Regions from separate parts of the Mus musculus genome. Here all the other regions are linked to region 4. A link is a contact called in public promoter capture Hi-C data. All regions are on one chromosome and are shown on one strand. Each heading gives the region's core, a stretch centred on a gene start, on an enhancer-like site or on the middle of the called end of the contact. The rest is flanking DNA. Distances are from core to core; before and after follow the strand shown.

Region 1 (2,886 bases), core at 43-2,542, 3.0 Mb before region 4:
AGAGAGTTAAAAAACATAACCAAGTTACTAGTGAAGTTTTGTATAGATAAACCCAGTCAACATTGTATCTTCTGTCCTAGCACCTATAATATAATCGTAGTTCCCTTTTTATGACTTTTGGTTAATGGTTTTACAACCTTTTGGAATGTGCTCTGAGTAGTAGAGGCAATTAACTGGTGACAGAGACTGGCAGAGTTCTCATTGCAGTTTTGACAGCTTAATACATACTGGTACAATTTTAGGAATCCTTACAGGATCATCATTAAGAATTAAGTCATCCATTTGTCTATATAGCATCCCTACAAGACAGTACATCTCTGTAGATCTGCAACTGCAGAGATCTGCTCAAAGAGGTAGGCTAATACCTAGTGATTGTTATATATGTTTAATAATAACAGGAGAAGCATATTAATAGTAGGAATCTTTCCTAAAATTATTTTCTCCTGGGCTTTGCCTATGGGAGCAAATCTGTCACGGATTATGTTAATCTGAGGCACACAATCTCAGGGAGATCATCTGCTAGCTATTAGCTTGTCCTGACAATCATCTGGGTAGGAAAGGCTAGAGAAAACAAGATATTGTATGTTCCAAGTTTTGTGTTAATACGTAAGAATTATTAGTTCTCCCCTGCTTCCTGACAGCAGAGCCAAATTACAGATCTCTTGAGAGTAGAATTGCATAGTTAAAAACAAAAACCACCAACCTTCAGCTATCTTAGTATATAAATGATCAGGCATCAAAGTACTGAGCTTTGCTTCAACTACATATTATTATGTCAGATATATGAAATAGAAAACTTTAAGGATTTTGAAATTAAGTTTACAATGCAAAACTGAAAAAAAAAACCACAACAACAAACAGGCTACCAGGTTCCATGATGTTTGGGGGGGAACAGAGAAGACTTATAAATTCAACATACACACACATCCCATGTACACGCAAAGTGGATATAAAGGACAAAAGAAATTTAAAATGATTAACTGACTCAAGGGATAGAATTAAACTTTATTGGTTTTATCTTTTCTGCATTTTTTCAACTTTCTTACAGCCACAATGTCATCAGAACTTGTACCTAAGCACTTAACTACCCATGTCTTTGGTCTAGAAAGTTCTGGAATAATAGTCATATAGCAGGTCGTCAGAATAGTCATATAGAAGTGGCCTGCAGTCTACTGCATCCCAACTAGTCTTGCTCCTTTCCACCTTAACTTCCCTGGGCTCATCCAGCCTTCTGGAGTCTAAGGATGGGTTGTGAGGTGTCACGTGAGGAGCGGACATTCCAAGGCTTTGGGGACGAGCTGTGTTTAATGGAGTCAGACTCTGAAGTTGTTTTCCACCTTTTAAGGGGAACTTGGCGGGACTGAAGTGGGGTGCCACGGGGCTCGCTGGGGCAGGAAGCGCCACAGGTGACGCTGTGCGCCCCGGTGGTCCCGGCGGCGTCAGCGACTCTGAGGGGCGGGGCCCGGGGATCTGTGTTTACACGCCAGCCAGGTGACTCGGGCGTTCAGTCAGGGCTGAGAGCCGACGCGACTTGCCAGCCTCCAGCGCTCTGACTCACGTGGCGCCGGCCTCCGGGACCAGAAGCAGAAGCAGCCCGCGTCGTCCGCCACCGCACGGACGGCGGGAAGACCACGGAGGCCGCCCCCAGCCCAGAGCCCGCGGCGGGTTACATAACGGGCCGCGAGCCGCCGCGCTCTCGCGAGATCTCAGCCGCCCCCTCCCCGACTCGCTCCACGTCAGAAGGAACCGGGCGGAGCGGCCAACATGGCGGAACGCAGGCGACACAAGAAGCGGATCCAGGTAGCTCGGCGGGGCCGTGGGACCGGGGACGGGCTCGGGCGCGCTGGGACGAGGAGGGACAGGGGGAGACGTCCCGAGCGGCCGGACGCCCGGAGGCCGTCTCCGCGGGGTCGCGGCGCCGGGATGGTCTCGAGGCGGGACGGTGTTAGCGGCCGCTCGGCCGAGGGCTCTGTGGTGCGTCCGGGGAAGGAAGGAGGGAGGGAGGCGCGGCGCTCGAATCCCGCGTCCGGCCCCGCGTTCCTGCGGCGGAGGGCTCGGGCCTGCGCGGGGAGCGCGGACGCCAGGCGCCGGCCGGCCTCCCTCCCTCCTCCGTGTCTCCCTGGCGTCCCGATATTAAGGCCACGGTAGCTGGGGTGGAAGGAGGGCTGACCTGCGGCACCGCCGCCGGTTCTTTGTGCTTGCAGACGGTCGGTCGGTCAGCTGGCCCCGGGCCGCCCGGCCCCAGGGCTCCTTCCAGATGTTAAGCGGCGTGTGCCCTCCATTCCCCTCCCAATGGCTCTTTTAACCGAATAGCCGGGCTTGAACCTTGCCGGCTTTCTTCCAGGCGACACGATGTAAACAAACCCTGCCCGGTCAGTGCTGCAATGGGCTGGTGGCACCCAGAAACCTTCCACATGCCAGCTTGTCAGCCTCACGCCCTACATACTGTGCCTCCCTCATCCCTTATGAATGTCACCTGAGCATCTCTTCCCCGCAGTTTTCGCCCTGTTGGGTGTCCTTTGTTCGATGCACCTTAAACATGGATGTGAGCGCCTCAAGAGCTCACTCAGAAACCAAAGGCCTAAGTTGATGGTCTCTAGTAAGTTGTTAATATGTCAGTCACAAGTTGTTACACTCATTCTTGTCTTTCTGTTCCCCACGTAGGATGTCTTTTTCTGTTTTCCTTTTATATCCATTTTTTTAAAGACTTATCAAGTTATTGGCCTACAGGCCTTTTGAACTATGTAAGTTACAGTTGAAAACAATTTTAAATACTGTGGGAAAGATACCAGTGTTCAGTGAGTGTGGAAGTTGGCAGGTGTGACAAGATAATTTTGAACAGGTTACAGAAGGGAACTAGAGACAGATTCCAAGTTCACATAGGTT
Region 2 (2,819 bases), core at 234-2,733, 3.2 Mb before region 4:
CATCTTCTGGATTATATCTCTAGGTCCTCCGAAGCTAATTTTCATTTCCTGAGGTTGATGTTTTAGGAATAAGAACATGTCTGCCATTTGGTAAGAATATAAATGCCTTAGATCATTATGAAGTTCAGTTCAGAAAAAGAAAGTACACTGCGCAGCAAAAAATGAACGTCTTGGTGTCTGGTTTCGCGCATCCTTTAGGGGCTTTAAAACAGCACACAAATAGAAGCTTTGGTTTCGAAGCAGGATGGGGAAAAGGGTAATTTACACGTGCTTCCACCAAAACCCGCCAAAGCACTGTACTGCGCCAAATCACAGGCCCTGGCTACAGCGCGCCGCTGCTTCCCAGCTGGAGGAAAGCATAACCTGTCTAAAATGAGAAAAAAAATGAAATTCGGCCAGGAACTAAGTGTGCCTGCTGGTCTCTAGTGGTGTACCCGCCGGGCTTAGCAAAACAAGAAAAAGACAGAATGAATGAAAGGAAGGAAGGGAGAAAAAGAAATTGCAAACAAGTTCAAACTTTTAAATAGTCTCAGCCTGTTAAGTTAACTGTGCTTTGTTAATATTTTTTCTCTCTCCTCATTGAAAAATGCATAAACCTTAAACAGGTGTGAAACGTATATGACGACATCACATAAGAAGAACATTTCAACACACCAGTGCAACCAAGTTTCCGTAGTGTAGTGGTTATCACGTTCGCCTAACACGCGAAAGGTCCCCGGTTCGAAACCGGGCGGAAACATATCTTTTAAAACGGTAACCCGCCCATTAAAGAAACGACCTTGAATCAGCTGTTTTAATGTTGATAACAAACGCCCCAACACACAGACGAGAGCAGCAACAAAAAGGGCTGATGAAGTAGGTAGCTACTGATTCTAGAAGGCATTCTCCCAATCTCTAGCCTCTGAAGCATGTCTGTATTCAGTTTTCTCCCCTCGAGATTCCATTTCCCCCCCCTCCTGTCAGGCTAAATTTTGTTCTTAATTTATATGTCAACTTCACTAAATATTTCAGAATTAACACATTATCGAAAGGGTTTGACAAAAAGATGAAATTAAAAAGAAATTTATACTCAGACATATAAAAAAGTAGCCTCAACATTTTTCTTATAAAAACGACTCGTGGTTTTATTCACAAATTCTTCACAGAGATATAAGCAAAAAGATTCCGGTATGGAAAAAACTCTCAGAGTTTTTGAGACTGTCTTTTAAATAAAGTCACAGGTAAATTCCTTAAAAAGCATAAACGTAACTTATACCAACAAACGTTTCAGTTGTGCTTTTTAAGATTTATGACGTCCGCAGGTTCTAGGGAAGAACACATCAAAACTTAACTTTGCTCTTCTCCCTTTACTGCACTAACTCTGATTTCGAGGTAAATAACTGTGCTAAAATTATTCTGGTTCAGACGTAGGAAAACCTTTTCCGGTAGAAAGCCCACCTTCCTCCCACGTTGCGCATGCCCAGTGTGCCCTGCTGCTTTGCTTTGCTTTCGAACATCTCATCTCTGTTGCCAGGTAAGGGCATTCTGGTAGATGAGCTTTGGTGAGCCGGTTCAAACAGAATTCTGGGGGTCCCAAGAGCTTTCGGATATGCAAAAGAGGAAGGAGTGATTGGTCTCGACTTAAGCATATCCCTCCCACTCGCCCCGGTCAAGAACCAGGGTGCACAACACAGTCATCTCCACTGGAGGGGCGCTAATGAAGACAGGATGACAGGCGAGGAAAAGAACTACAACTCCCAGCATGCAGCGCGCAGCGCGGTTCCCGGAGAGGCCGGCTCTGCACTCAAGCCCGGTCTCCATCCAGAATCTGGGCCGACAGCTGCGGGCTGACAAGGTGAGCAGCTCGCACCGGATGCGAGTGAGCAAGGAGGTGTGATCCGGAGACCTGGGCATGCCGGGAAGTCAGGGCTCTGAGACCCAGCTCGCCGGCCCTAGTAGACTTTTAGCGTCCTATCTCCGGTGTCCCCAATGGACCACACACCCGGACGTGACGCTATCGCAGAGGAGGAAGGGAGAGGCGGAGCGTCGCAGTGACGTCCTCCCAAGATGGCGGTGAGAGAGTGAAGAAACTGTTTCCCTTGGGCGGCTACGGGTGAGTGCCGCCCTCTGTCTGGCCTGTCGTCCCTGCGTTCTGGGATCCCGGGGTCTTATGTGGTCCGGCGCCTCGGAGATCGAGCGCGATTCGGGGCGGAGGAGGGTGTCTAGGCAGAGGCAGCGTCCGCGGTATATGTAGTCATGGCCGGTGCCGTGGGAACTCGCGGGAGTGCAAGCTGGGAGTGCAAGGCAGCGGTGGCCGGGGACTGGCTAGGACTGTCGCCCTCCGCCGCTGCCAAGCAAGCAGCGGGCAGGCAAGGGGTGTGTCCTCCTCCGGAGAGTGATGGAACCTTTGACACAGCGGGTCGGGGCGTTCCCGCCCCCTTGCACTTGCCTGGAGCTTGGAACCTCACCATCTCTGCTTACAGGGTTCAGTGATCAGAGAGCAATGGGAACAACTCGTATCGTGTTCTTATCCTGTTTCAAGGAGGCTTTTCTTAGTCTATTTGTTTAAGCACCTTCAGGTAAAGATGCCTGTTGGAGCTTAAAAGTTTGAGGGGTCAACTCTAGAAGCTTAGGATTTTACGGCCCTGTTTACAACTGTGACATGTTTTTTTTTGTTGTTGTTGTTTTTGTTTTTGTTTTTTTCACTGCCTTTTATTGCATTAGTGTTCTAGTGCAGTAAAACAAAGAAAAGCATTTAATCACCACGAGTGTTCGATGAGGCTTTTGGGGGTTGGGAGGCAAAGGAAGAGCTGTGTTCTTTGGGTTTAGTCTTTTGTCCC
Region 3 (2,700 bases), core at 30-2,529, 3.6 Mb after region 4:
CATTCCTAGTTGTTAGATTCTTAAAACAATGTCTAATACTTGATAATGACAGTGAAATGTTTTATTAAAGGGGTCTCATTCAGCGTGTCTTTGATCACACTTATCCAGTATTCAGAGCTGGCTAGCATTAGAAGTCTTTTTAGTGGTCATTTGATTAATGAATACCTGGAAAAGTTCGTAACACAATCTTGAACTCGAACCTTGGACTTGTTTCAAGATCCAATACACTTCTGGAGTGGTGCTTAGATTATCATCTCCCACTGGGAAAAACTATCTAAGTATGGCAAATGCCTGTGCCCATCCATATACGTGCACATATCAGAGGATGAACTGATTCGATTCTCCTACTGGTGAAAGTGTTGAAGTCTAAGCACTTATAAGCAGGAGAGATGATGTTAAATAGCCTTGTTTGAAGATTAAACAGCATTAGAGTCGCTAACTTGCCGTGTTTGTTGCTCACAGAATAAAGATCATTTGTGGTTTCCTGGTTATGTGAAAGGATCTTTTCCATTCCATGCTAAATTTCCATGCTATGCCTTCAGTTTGAAAAACAGGCTGTTCTAACAAATCAGACACTTATCCCAAAGTGAGGGGGACTCCTTCACACAAGCATCCTTTCAGATAACTGGGTTCACCGTTCAAAGCCAGTGATGTACCAGTGATGTGTTCCTACTGAAAACTGCAAAGCTCTGTGGGTAGATGCAAGCACTGGCACCCATCCCGGTTAGGAAACCGTTTTGCTTGGCAAAGCATGTGGCAGAATCCAAGTAGCAGCAAAACTAAGGTTGCAAGGTAGCACACAGTGAGGCTGTCAGTGTTTACTAAGAGTTAAAGGCGTGGCCGACACCGTGCTAGGCGCTGCGAATCCCGTGTCAGTCTCAGGGGCAAGCATTCAGGGTTCGGGCCGGGACGTGGCTGAGGGCACTTCCAGGTCACAGCGAGAGGACCGCTGGGTGTCCTTTCAGCTTTCACCTCAGAGCCCACACGCTCCGCCCTGGTTTCCGGGGCCCGAGACCCGCACTTGCCCTGCAAGAGCCTCCGGAAGGCGGCGGCATCCAGCCCGTGCAACGTATGGTGCCGCGACAAGTGCACCGAGACGCCCCCAAATCTGTCCAGCTCGCCTTGTAGCTCGGCCCCGCAGGAGCCCGGGGTCTCCAGGCCGCCCGAGGCTGTGCGCCGCCCCGGCCGGAGCCTGGCTCCGCCCGCGTAAAGCAATGTGGAGAACCAGTAGCGGGTCCTCCTCACCCACCACATGGCTGCACCTAGCCTTTCCGTTCTCCCCTTCCCGCCCCGCCCACATCGCCTGACGTAGCATCTCTTCCCTGTCGCACGCCCCGCCCCTTCCAGCCCTGCCCGGTCTACCACGCCAGACGTAGCCTGGTCTCATCCTGGGCGCACGCCCCGCCCCTTCCCGCCCCGCCCACATCGCCTGACGTAGCCTTGTCTCCTCCAGGGAGCACGCCCCGCCCCTTCCCGCCCCACTCTCGTGACCCCGTGCAACCTCACCTCTTTCCGGCGATCGCCCCGCCCCATCTCGCGGCGAACACTCTCAGGCCTCTTCCGGAGCTCGCTCCGCCCCTTTTCGCTGGGAGGAGGGCCGACCGTAAACTCTCGAAACGTGTCTCCACCCGCTAAGCTTGAGCTGGACTTGCCATTTGGTAGAGCTTAGTGGAGCTGACTGTCCTCGACGGGTCTGGAACAGAGAGGAGAAACTTTCGGATTTTGTTGTTGTTACTTTAAGCCCAACCACATTCGCTTCGGGACTAGGCAAAGCAGCGGAACAGCCGAAGTCCACTTTTCAAGGGTTCATAACGTCAACGGCGGTGCCTACGCCTAGCCCTTCTTTCTTTCCGAAACGGTGTCTTGCGAGACCCTCGCTCTCCGCCTCCGCCTCGTGGGTGGCGCTTCTACGCGGAGCATTACGGCGTGCGCGCCGCGCCGCTGACCTCTGACCCGGAAGTTTGATCCCCGTGCCGCGCACGTTGAGCCGGCTCGGGGCTGCTTTTCTCCGACAGCCTGCGGTCATGTCTTCCAAGAAGAACCGAAAGCGGCAGAAGGAGGGCGCGGAGGGCGCCTCGCCCTCGCTCTCTGCGGCTCCGTCCCGCTCAGGGACCTCGACTCCTTTCGCCCAGCCGAGCCCGGCGGCGCCGGGGATGCTGGTGGTGACCAACTTCCTTGAGAAAGGTGAGGAAAGCGCGGGCAGCCGCGGGGCTGAGGCGCCTGAGGGGAGCGCGGCGTGTGGAGGTGGGCGTGACGCGGGAGCCCGCGGACCGCCAGGCGGCCCGGCCCGAGGCGCCCGCCCGGCCCTCTTTGCAAAAAGTTGAGGATTGCCTTTTTACTTTTTCCTCTTTCATACGTACTTCGGGAGCACTGGCGATGGCGTACGCCACGGGACCTTGACTAGCAACCCTCGAGGTGGCCTTGGCTCCTTGGAGACTCACTGTCCAGTCAGCCCGGCAAAAACGGTTCTTACCTAGTGAGCCTAGCCTGCGCTCAAACGCTAACTTGTGACGATGAACGCGTACTGCCTAACAGCGCTCTGGCTGTAGGGACAACGGCAGCGTTTAGTTACTGCTGTTGACTAGTCGCACCCTGGTGTTAGTCCTAAGTTATCCCGTCACGTGTGCCGCTCCTCTGGTTTTTCACAGAAACTGTGGTCAAAATGAGTACGGAAAGGTCAGGTCCCCATCTCACAGATCA
Region 4 (2,853 bases), core at 233-2,732:
GAGGCCACACCTTAGGTAGCCACATTAACCTTCAGTGTTATAGCTTTATGCCTTTATTCTTATCTGTCTTCCACAAACAAACAGAGTCACTCCGAGCCAGGGCGTATTTTCATCTTTAGAGTCTAGTGTTTGTTACAGGATATACATATGTGTTTACTATTTTTTGTTTGTTTTTTGGTTTTTGTTTGTTTGTTTGGTTGGTTGGTTGGTTTTTCGAGACAGGGTTTCTCCGTGTAGCCCTGGCTATCCTGGAACTCACTCTGTAGACCAGGCTGGCCTGGAACTCAGAAATCCACCTGCCTCTGCCTCCCAAGTGCTGGGATTAAAGGCGTGCACCACCACGCCCGGCTTATGTGTTTACTTTTAAGATGAAATTTGAAATCACAGTAAAAGTAGGGTTAGAAACCAAGCAGTGAAAATCTGTTTGGAATATTCTGCTTTCTTCATTTCCTTCACCATTTTCGTACCCTGTACCACCCCCTCCCAACAGTTCATTAAACTATTCATATTTCTTTAAAGTTTCTTGGAGAGTTTTTAAGTTAAAAAAAATGTAGGTGGGGTTGTAGCTCAGTGGTAGAGAGAATCCTTGGCTAGCATGCTGAAAACCCAAGCACTAACCAACTCCCTCACTTTCCATTGTACCCCCTCTGGTCTGGTCAACTATCCAGTGTCCTGTCCCTTTCAAAAATCACGTATTTGTCACGAAAGAAAATGAATTCGAAACCCCTGTAACTGGAAAACAAACAAACAAACAAAACAAACAAAAAAACAAACAAAAAACAAACAAACAAACAAAAGCCCTGATGGTATGGGTGTGGTGCCCAGGTGTAGAACAAAGTTGTGTGGGGTTATGGGTTACACTCGGTGTAGAGCTAGCACTGAAGTGTAGCCAGCAAACGCTGGCCAGTTTTAAGTAAGCCACCTAAAGCACTCGGTACCAGTGTGTACCAGGCAGCCCACAGATATCACCCTAGTAGTAGGCAGCTTATCCTAAAACTCCTACAAAGCCACGCCAGAACAGAGCATGCGCGCTGCGCTTTAAAGCTCTCCGGGCTGGTGACAGCCACATCCCTCTAAAAGGCAGCGAGAAACAAGGTGGACACGCCTCCAGCCGCCGCCAAGTCAACTGTAGGTCCTTGTCTGTCTGCCCCACGTCGGTCTAGCAGGCAGCTTTCCTGCGACCGCCACCTTGAGGCAATCCTGAGGGGACGCGGGCGCCGCCCCGGGCAGACAGGACTGAGGAAACTTCCTCCGCGGCCGCCCAGCCACCCTTGCACCGCTGAACTCGGCAGCACCCGGTGAAAAAGAGACCGGAGCTCTGGCCTTGGCGACCTAGGAACCACACAGCCCGACGTACGTGCTAAGCTCAGGCGTCCCCACACGTCACACCTCCAGCCTTACTCCGCCCTCGGCGCCAGACCCGCTTCGCGCTTCCTGCGGGTTCCCGTAGTCCCGCCAGGTCTCGCGAGACTGAGGCAGCTCGCCGCCGCGAGCGCTTCCGGGAGGTTAGCGCGTCCGGGCAGCTTCCCTCGGCTTGCGGGAGCGCGGGCTCGGACGCCGGAGCCTGGCGGGCTCGCCATGGACCGCGACTTGCTGCGGCAGTCGCTGGGCTGCCACGGCCCGGCCCTGCTGTCGCTGCTGCGGAGTGAACAGCAGGACAACCCGCACTTCCGGAGCCTGCTGGGCACGGCGGCCGAGCCAGCCCGCGGCGCGGCGCCTCCTCCGGGAGCCGGCAGGTATCGGGGCCGTGACCCGGGCCGGGGCGCGGGGCGGACAGGAGGGACCGAGCCCCGGGGTGTGTGACCAGGCACTGGCTCCGGGCTGAATGGCCGGGATGCGCCTTCCGAGCCGCCGCCAAAGCTTCCCTGCTCCCGTTTCCAGAGAGAACGGGCTTAAAACTTCTTCCGGAACTCAGTGGGTAAAGTCACTTTCCATCGAGCGGCCTGACCTGACCGATTCCCAGGCTTCGCAAGGGTAGGCGAGAACCAATCCCAGCCTTGTCCTATGATCCCCCAGTTGCACACGGTGGCACATGGACGCCACATCACAGCACTAAATAAATGCATACTGAAAAGCTAAAATAAATAAAACTTCCCCTGGAGACACTAAGCAGGGTTGGGTGATGAAAACTGCCGTACACGAGTTTGGATGTATGAGAGCGTGGATCAGTGAAAAAAAAAAAAAAAAATATATATATATATATATATATATATATATATATATATGTACATGTATATAGTCACCTTTCTTTTAAGGAAAGAGAAGAGAGTTGACAACATTGAAATACAAAAATTCATCTCTAAAAAAGCGGATCTGCTTTTTGCACTGTCTTGGAAATCAGACGCATCTCCACCCTCTGAAGTGCATGACGACAATGACAGTAAGTTTAGTCTGAGAAGCTTTTCAAGATTTACTGGTTAGTTTAAAGCATTTTATCAAAGGAGAAGGAAGTCAGAATGATCGTGGTGATTTGGTTTTATTTTATTCCAGATCTTTATGCGGTCATGCCACCCTTAGAGCAGTTCATGGAGATGCCAAGCATGGACCGGAGAGAGCTCTTCTTCCGAGATATTGAACGTGGTGATATAGTGATTGGAAGAATTAGCTCTATTCGGGAGTTTGGTTTTTTCATGGTGTTGATCTGTTTAGGAAGTGGCATCGTGAGAGATATTTCGCACTTAGAAATCACAGTAAGTCACTCTACACTCATCCCATGCAAAAATTATGTGCTTATCCAAGTCTGTTTACATTTACCTGGTAGGATATTGGGGGGGGAGGGTTAAAGATAAGCTGAAAAAAAAAAAAAAAAACAGTAGTTGTTCTTACCAAAAGCCTTAGAGAGCTGGACATTGA

What was found. Promoter capture Hi-C pulls out the DNA fragments that hold promoters and counts their contacts.
Region 1: a promoter capture Hi-C map of pre-B cells shows a contact between it and region 4. The contact joins the promoter of Sec62 here to the promoter of Ttc14 in region 4. A contact is called at or near these places in 1 of 39 promoter capture datasets (pre-B cells), 1 of 484 Hi-C or Micro-C datasets (CD4 T cells) and 1 of 9 other capture datasets (liver).
Region 2: a promoter capture Hi-C map of pre-B cells shows a contact between it and region 4, with 6 times the contacts expected there. The contact joins the promoter of Mynn here to the promoter of Ttc14 in region 4. A contact is called at or near these places in 1 of 39 promoter capture datasets (pre-B cells) and 5 of 484 Hi-C or Micro-C datasets (CD4 T cells, Th1 cells, pre-B cells and 1 more).
Region 3: a contact with region 4 is called in a promoter capture Hi-C map of liver, with 4 times the contacts expected there. The contact joins the promoter of Nudt6 here to the promoter of Ttc14 in region 4. A contact is called at or near these places in 2 of 39 promoter capture datasets (liver and pre-B cells) and 1 of 484 Hi-C or Micro-C datasets (CD8 T cells).

What each region holds. Positions count from the first base shown.
Region 1 is chr3:30,791,584-30,794,469 of GRCm38.p6, forward strand. It overlaps Sec62 (SEC62 homolog (S. cerevisiae)), which reads left to right and starts at 1,293. Exons shown (of 8, transcript NM_027016.2): 1 at 1,293-1,800. The coding sequence starts at 1,765.
Region 2 is chr3:30,600,604-30,603,422 of GRCm38.p6, forward strand. It overlaps Mynn (myoneurin), which reads left to right and starts at 1,484. Exons shown (of 8, transcript NM_030557.3): 1 at 1,484-2,092. n-TVaac8 (a tRNA gene) reads left to right here and starts at 667; the gene lies at 667-739.
Region 3 is chr3:37,418,317-37,421,016 of GRCm38.p6, forward strand. Nudt6 (nudix (nucleoside diphosphate linked moiety X)-type motif 6) reads right to left here and starts at 1,280. Exons shown (of 5, transcript NM_001291044.1): 1 at 1,026-1,280. The coding sequence starts at 1,254. Spata5 (spermatogenesis associated 5) reads left to right here and starts at 1,634. Exons shown (of 16, transcript NM_001163511.2): 1 at 1,634-2,184. The coding sequence starts at 2,025.
Region 4 is chr3:33,798,701-33,801,553 of GRCm38.p6, forward strand. Ttc14 (tetratricopeptide repeat domain 14) reads left to right here and starts at 1,483. Exons shown (of 12, transcript NM_027619.4): 1 at 1,483-1,736; 2 at 2,256-2,380; 3 at 2,491-2,690. The coding sequence starts at 1,579.